Regions from separate parts of the Zea mays genome. Here region 1 is linked to region 2. The links are chromatin contacts, called in public Hi-C maps. All regions are on one chromosome and are shown on one strand. Each heading gives the region's core, a stretch centred on a gene start, on an enhancer-like site or on the middle of the called end of the contact. The rest is flanking DNA. Distances are from core to core; before and after follow the strand shown. Region 1 overlaps LOC103652548. Region 2 holds the start of LOC111591141 (translation initiation factor IF-2-like).

Region 1 (3,823 bases), core at 597-3,096, 150 kb before region 2:
ATTTTCAGCACATAATGAGTTCACAATGTGAACACATAGTGTTGCTAACCGTTTGGCTATACTACTCGGCGATCCATTACAACATAAACCAACCAAACAAAATGTGCTTTTAGTTGCACCATAATAGCTACACTGTCAGCAGGTCACTTTCTTGTTGCACCTCCCACATTTGAACCAAACAGCACCTAAAAGGTATCTATGCAAATGTTTTATCTTCTTGTTTTAGGCAAATTTTGGTACCTATTGTAATACTGATGACATGTGATCATGGATTGTTTCTCATGAATACTAAGGGCTTTTGATTCTGTGGAAAGTGATTTTATGAGAGAGATGGTTAGTGATTCTCTAGGAAAAACTCTATTGTGGAAGTGATTCTATGGAAGAAGTGAATCAGGATAAGCTAATTTTTTTCGGTTCCCGCGCCCTTAGTTCATTTCAGAATCAGCCTAGAATCACTTTACTTCTATGTAAAGTTGTAACTATAACTATCAAGCTCTGCCAAACAGGCTGTGCATATTTTCTTTTTGAACAAATTCTGTTTTCTCACCTCTATGGCAGCATTGATACCTACATTTCCAAAAAAAAGAAAAGAAAAGATAACATCGGATGACAAGCTAACATTTTGTTTTATAGTCCACCAGTGACATGAGGTTTCAAGATCTTCCCAGTGGAGTAAGAGGTTTCTTCAGCACACATGTTGTGGATCAGTGCCTTGTTTCTTCAGAACATACAATACCTAGATTTTCTGTGAATATTGACAACCACTCTAATTGGGATGAGATGGTTGATTCATGTGCTTTGCAGTTATCACATGACTTGATTCGACATCATGTTCAATTTTTGCATGATGAATCTCATAAGAATGATAATCATCAACAAAAAGAAGTGTTTGCTTCCATGAATATTAGTGCAGAAGGTGAACTTAAGTCCAGTGAGAATGAGCGACCCTTGTGTGGAGTTGCTTCTAAGGAGAATCCAATTCAGCTGGCTGCAGGCAGAGCTCAGCAAGAGCCTCCACCATCCAATGTGGAAGATAAAGTAGAAAATGATCAATTTTTTTTTGAAGGCATAGTTCAAAGAAATCCTTCTAGTAGACTTGTAAAAGGCAGCGAGTCATTTGCTATTGTTGCTTTTGGAATTCAGATACTGCAGCATCCTCAGTTCTCAAAACTTTGTTGGGCTACGTCAAAGCTACGGGAAGGCCCCTGCACTGATATAAATGGACCATGGAAAGGCTGGCCATTTAATTCCTGTTTGTTGCAGAGCAGCACCTTACCTGGTAAATCACTAAATGGAGGGGACAATGTTGTAAAGGGAAAGGAAAAGTCTGTCTGTGTGAGAGGGCTGGTTGCTGTTGGCTTATTAGCTTATAGAGGTGTCTATGGGTCTGTTATTGAAGTTTGTGCTGAGGTGAGAAAGGTGTTGGGACTGTTAGTCGGACAGATTCAAACTAAAATTTTGGAAAAGAGAAATCAATTCCGGTATTTTCGAATCCTATCTCAAGTAGCTTATCTAGATGATATTGTGAACAGTTGGGCATACACCTACCAAAGGTCGGCCAGAGCTTTATGTTTTTTTTTATTTCTGTTGATTCTGTCACTCCTTTCTTACTGCTTAAAATCAGCAAAAAAATATTGGTGCATGATGCTGATGTAGATGATTGGCGCAATTGTGTTAACATTTTTATTTATTTATTCCAATCTACAGAACACATGTTGATACCCGGACAGGAACATCCCGCATGAAGAGTTCAAGTGCCAAAGAATGTCAAAGGACCAAGTATGCTGCAGGAACCAATGTACAAGTTGCTCCTGTTGCCATCCCTGCTGAGGTTCAAGACATTCCAGCCCAACACACTCAGGATCATGAAGTTGTTCCTGGTCCTACTGAGGTGCAAGGCAATCCGGTTAAGCATACTGCAGAACAACCTGGAAGCTATTCGATGGACTGTGACCTTGATAATCATGTGAACTCTGTTTCCAGCAAGGATGCAGTAGAACACGATCATGTCCATTCAGCTTTACCTGATGTGCATAGGGGCAATACACATGCAGATACAGTAACAAATGACGGAGAACCTATTGGAGCAAACAACAATGGGAAAGTGTCCAGGTTAACCTACGGTGAAGATAAATTCAGACCAGGTATTCAAAGATCTGAAAACCACACAGAATCTATGGAAGGTTTAAGCTGTTTGCAAAGGGCAGGAGATTCCGTTGGATCCCCAGCAAGTATTAACAATACAGAATTACCAAAGAACAATGTTTCTTCTGAAGCTCATATTGATGATAATGAGTTGAGGAGAAATGATCTTGTGAATGATGTTGAATCAAATTCGATCGATGGTAAACATGACACCATGATGAATCTTTCAGTTCCAAAAATTTCATGTCTCTACAAATGTTGTTCTCCATGTTTCCAATCTATTTATAAGATGGTTCATGGTATTATTTCAAATACTCTAAGGCCTAATCTGCATTGCTTAACAGCTGATGATATGCATGACATTCTGTCATCATGGTGCTTGAATCTATTAGGGTCTGTTAGAAAGTTGTACAGCTCACATGATGAGGCCAGCTGCACAGAAGTTTTTGTTAGAATGTCCAATAAAGAAACCCACTTAGAGCATTGTGCTTGTCAGAGTGATATCTATCTTTCAAGAGAATGTGTATGCCACTTGGAAAGCAATGGGGATGTTGAAACTGCAAATACTGATTGTCATCCTCTATCAGGACAAAGCTTAAGTTTTTTCTTTAAAGATGGTGTATGGATGCCGTTGGATCTCACTGCGGAAACAAAACTTCATTGCAGCTTCAGGAGATTCTGTGTTTGCTCGATATTAGGAACAGTTTCTATGCTCAGCTAGATCCTCAGTTCATGATATTGTCTGATGCAGTTGCAAAAGTACATATAGTACTCTAATGCTCTAAGTGTGGCTCCAGTTGTGCACATAACACAACATCATCAGGATGTCTTTGGTTGATTGGAACTTCTCATCCTTGATGCAACTTTTGGGCAAGCTTTTATTGCACATAAATTGCCTCTACCTGTTATGGTCATTAGTGGAAAACTGGCTGTTGTAGTTGCTTCGTAGACTGAATATTTAAAAAGAAGCTAAGATATTAGTCTTCATTTTTTTTCCAACGAAGTTACCCATGTAGGTTGGACTGTTGTTGCTGCTGGAAATTTCACGGTTAGATGATGACTGAGTGACTGACGCCATTTCAGTTCTCATTGTAATATGTATTATGGCCCAATTAAGCATCAAGTTGAAACATGATTGAATCTTATACTCACATTTTGTGTTGTACCTCTATTCTGGTCAGTGGTATGCTTTCTAATGGACAACTGACATTCAGCATGATAAATCTTTATAGGTTATATAAGAACACACTGTTTAGATGAGGTTGGAATTATATTTTTGTACCTGCTTATAGGAGTGTGAACTGTGAACAAGTTTTTAGTAGAGGCCATTGGCAATAGAAATAAATTTCTAATTGCTGTTGGTTGTTGTTATTGTATTGTGACTTGGCATGACCTTTAGAGTTTTACCTCTAAGATTTATCTCTTTTTTTTTGGAAAAGTATACAGATAAGGCAGTGAACTAAGCTGAAATTTATTTAGATGTTTAAAGGTTTAGCATATTATTGAATAATTCATATATTATTTGTTCTACTACATTATCTACACACATAATTATCTCTACATTTGCAACGTAAATCGCAGTAGTGTTTGCTAATGCTACGTTTGAGGACATTTTTTTTATATTTTTGAGGGATACACAATAAAGTCTAAAGTGATTTAGAAAATGCCGCGCTAGGGG
Region 2 (3,924 bases), core at 877-3,376:
AAAGAACTTGCCATAACGCACACCTTAAGGTACAAGTGCTGATTACTAGGTAGCTTAAGATAATAAGATACTTAAAGCCCAAAAGTACATTACAAATTTGTCAAACATCCCTGTTTCAAGAATCATAAGGTCACCTTCAGCAATCTTTCATCCAGGATGTGGTTCAGGCCCTGCAAAAGTTATGGTCAAGAAGAGCGTGAGGTGGGTGGAAAATTGCAGAACAGAGGTTTTATTAACTTCTAACATCCATGAGTGTCACTAACATGAAAGTTGCACTCGGTAGTCCTTCCTGCATATTCTACAAGGATATGCCATGTGGATCAGATCACATATCTGTCGCCGAGACGTCAACCACCCTGCCAACAACAGGCCTTTGCTCGTGAACCTGCAAAACTTTCACCAGTCAATGAGCAATCACACAAACAAAATGTCAATAGAATAAATAGTACAAAGCACTTACAGTGGCCCAACAGCTGCCTAGCGATTTTGGCATTTGTGACTTCAAAGGCTGGAGCCGAGAATTACATTTTGCACTACAAGAGTCTGCTTCATCGCATGATCGGATCTTTTCAGCCAATGAGATACCAAAGATTTTGCAGCCATTTTCAACTGTACTCTCATTGTTTGATTCATGCTCTGCACCACTGACGGGGGAGTGCATATTCACAGTTCCAGTACATTCTTCTATTGCTTCGCCTGAAACAAGATGAGGCCAAAGAGATAATGTTTGATTGCTTCTTCCCATGTCTTGAGTAGGAACAGTCCTATCAAGTCTACCATCCTCATGTCTTGAGTACTCATATTCCAAGTGAGTTATCTTAGATCTAGTTTGTGGAAACATCATCACAGATGATGGGGATGATTCTTGCAACAGAAAAACCGGTTTTGCTGGCTGTGGGAAATCATACCCTTGTGGTGCAGACCATTTATAAGCTGCACCAGATACATGCCTACCGTCAGGTTGATACATGCCAGCAGTTCTTATATGGCCATCAGCCAAACATCCTCCTCGGAAAGGATGAAACACTTCTTGACCTTGCAAGACCTTTTGGAATCTTTGAGATTCCCCAAAGCCTGAGCAATGGTAGGGAAACCCAGGGATTCCAGTTGGAGACCTAACACCAAGTCTTGGGATCCCTAAGTTATTGTTACTCCGTTCATCACTGTACTGCAAATTTCTTGCTTCAGTTGCCTGAGAAGCAGAAATAGCAGGACCATCATGGGTTTTGAAACCCAACAATTCTTGACCTTGCAAGACCTTGTGGAATCTGGCAGATCCCGCAAAATCTGAAGAAACACTTCCATCTGCCAAAATACCAAAAGAGGACAAATTCAGCAGGACACATAAACCTTGATTAATGGTTCTCCTTTCACTTGTAAAAGGACCTACTTGGAAGCACAATCTCCGGATTAACTTGGGGGAGGCATGGTTTCAGACGTTTTGAACTGGGAGCGCACATTTGAGATCCTGAAACAGATCCTGTGAGCTCAATCTCCCAAGGAGATACCCTATTGGGCCAACGGCACTCTATACCATCATCCCATCTAACCTGTCAAGATGATCACCAGTCAATAACATATTGCAGCCTGGAACAAGGTTTCAGAAGGGAACAGAAGGATAAGACTTTTGCATCAAGGCTCAAACTCAATGGCATGTAAACTACAGCTTTAAACTTCACATCAGACAAATATCCTGGAAGGTAAGTACTCCCTCCGTTTCTTTTTATTTGTCGCTGGATAGTGTAATTTTACACTATCCAACGACAAATAAAAAGAAACGGAGGGAGTAACAAATTATGAAAGTAATACTGCAGGATTCAAATATCACATACAAAAACTTTGGTTAAGGATGTTAGCTTAACTTTTAGATGTTATAACTCCTATTCTATTATCTATAGTGATTATTCGACTCAACATATTAGAATCATGAATTGCAACTACAGACAGGCATGAAGTTCCGCAGATAATCAAATATAGTTTAATGTTTCAGACACGCTAGATGAGTATAACTTGATTAGTAGCACATAACCGAAGAGGAAAAACAGAAATTGCATTGATCATGCCAAGCATTAGTTGTAGCATCATAGGGTATAGTAATATATTTGTTTCTTCAAAATTGCTGCTCCCTCTGTCAGGGAGGCACTATTCATGCGGTTACTGTAGCACGTGGACAGTTCCGAGATTAGATCAGATTTGGTTTGGATCAGATTAGTTAGGAAGAGATAAGGATTAGATCAGATTTGGTTGATAAGGATTAGATTAGTTAGGGAAGGGATAAGGATTAGATCAGAATTGGTTAGATGGATAGAGACAAGTCAGTCGCCTCTATAAAAGAGACATCATTGTATCAGTTAAGGGTAAGCAAGAATTAGAAACAAACCTTCTTCTTGCCCGACCGTGGGCAAAGGCCCCCGGCCGACATTCCTGCAACTACAACTCCCTATCCCTCTCCAATTCCCCAATCACATCATAGTCTATAACAATCTGGTATCGGATATGTCAAGCGCTCCGACTCCGATGACCCTCGAGGGCCTCAACGCTAAGCTCGATGCCAATCTTCACCACCCTCGCGCGCTCTGTGGCAACCATTGAAGCTTTCATGTCGCGCATGGCGTGTCCCTCCCAACACCCGCCGGCGCCACAGTTATCGATGATCACGCACCCACCAGCGACCGTGGGACCACCCCTGTCGCCACCGGCGCCGTCACATCGCCTGATCAGTGCCAGTGCGCCCGCACCAACGGGCCTGCCCCTTTACCTCATCTCCATACCACCATCACCATCGCCAATTCCATCATACGCCCTCTCATCAATGACGGCGCCGGAATTCACGATGGCAACGTCTCCTTCACCGACCCCGTCGTTCACCGCCCCCATGCCTATGCCGCCACAGCAGCACTGCGAAGACGTCTTCTACGGGAGCGTGGATGGCATTCGGGCAACGACGGCGCAGCTACAGGAGGCGGCACGCTGCCTCCTAGCGCGCCGACAAGGACAACGCCCCCATCTTCAAGCAGAAGCGCCCAGTCGTCCCAGCAACCTTGAAGCAGCTCACGGAGAGGAAGGCGAGTGCGCAGGCGAGTGCCTGCAAGGTGTTTGCGGTGGTGTGGCTGCAAGCTGCGGCGCATGGCCTCCTAGTGCGCCAGCAAATGCTCGAGGCAACCTTGGTGTCGGTCGACCTTGGCACATGGGGACGCGACCTCGCCCTGTCGGACGACCATCAAGAACTGCGCTGGCCCGATATCTCCAAGCGCGAGCATGGTGTGTGTCCCGCGGGCGACGAACTCCAACTCTACGACAGCGTCGGTAGGGAAGGCACTCCCCTCCTTGTCATCGGCATGGGCGCACGGACTAGCACTACCACATTCCACTACCGACCGCTATGAGGGCGTCTCAGTTGGTCATTGTTGCGACCCATTCCAGGGATCATCCACATGCTCCCCTTTCGTCCAGATGGCGTATATCAGATCCATGTGGCTGCACACGTGCAGATCCAATGCGCAAAGGGTGTTCGCCTTATCTTAAGGGGTCAAAAAATAAAGAGTTAATGTCTAATTCAGGTTCGAAATAATAAAATAAACCGAGATGTAGAAGACTTATTTTTAGGTGTTAGGTTTGTGTCTAGTGGGGTCATCGTTAGGTTGCAGCTCGAGGTCGAGTTGCATGTCCAGGTAGGGTGTAGTGTAAGGAGGCACTGTTCACACGGTTACTGTAGCGTGGGAACAGTACCGAGATTAGATCATATTTGGTTTGGATCGGATTAGTTATGAAAGAGGTCAGGATTAGATCAGATTTGGTTGATAAGGATTAGATTAGTTAGGGAAGTAATAAGGATTAGATCAGATTTGGTTAGTTGGATAGAGATAAGTCAGTCGTCTCTATAAAAGAGACACCATTGTATCAATTAAGGGTAAGCAAAAATTA

Evidence for each region. Hi-C and Micro-C count contacts between places; a contact is called where the count stands out from the background.
Region 1: a contact with region 2 is called in a Hi-C map of root tip, with 8 times the contacts expected there. The contact joins the enhancer-like site here to the promoter of LOC111591141 in region 2. A contact is called at or near these places in 8 of 25 Hi-C or Micro-C datasets (ear, endosperm, leaf and 2 more) and 1 of 3 datasets of contacts at active chromatin or transcription factors (seedling).

Annotation. Positions count from the first base shown.
Region 1 is chr3:216,012,929-216,016,751 of Zm-B73-REFERENCE-NAM-5.0, reverse strand. LOC103652548 reads left to right here. Exons shown (of 6, transcript XM_020550519.2): 5 at 634-1,553; 6 at 1,708-3,402. The coding sequence ends at 2,866. Among protein-coding and RNA genes, the nearest start is that of LOC103652548, 15 kb to the left of the region's middle. Within about 2 kb of position 1,846, at least 2 of the 20 cell types and tissues checked have an H3K27ac peak or open chromatin away from gene starts, as enhancers often do. A contact at or near this core is called in root tip, where this site is marked.
Region 2 is chr3:215,860,004-215,863,927 of Zm-B73-REFERENCE-NAM-5.0, reverse strand. It overlaps LOC111591141 (translation initiation factor IF-2-like), which reads left to right and starts at 2,126. Exons shown (of 1, transcript XM_023302063.2): 1 at 2,126-3,924. The coding sequence starts at 2,549. The coding sequence ends at 3,310. LOC100384045 reads right to left here. Exons shown (of 11, transcript NM_001176652.2): 8 at 1,391-1,550; 9 at 461-1,305; 10 at 264-385; 11 at 1-170. The coding sequence ends at 326.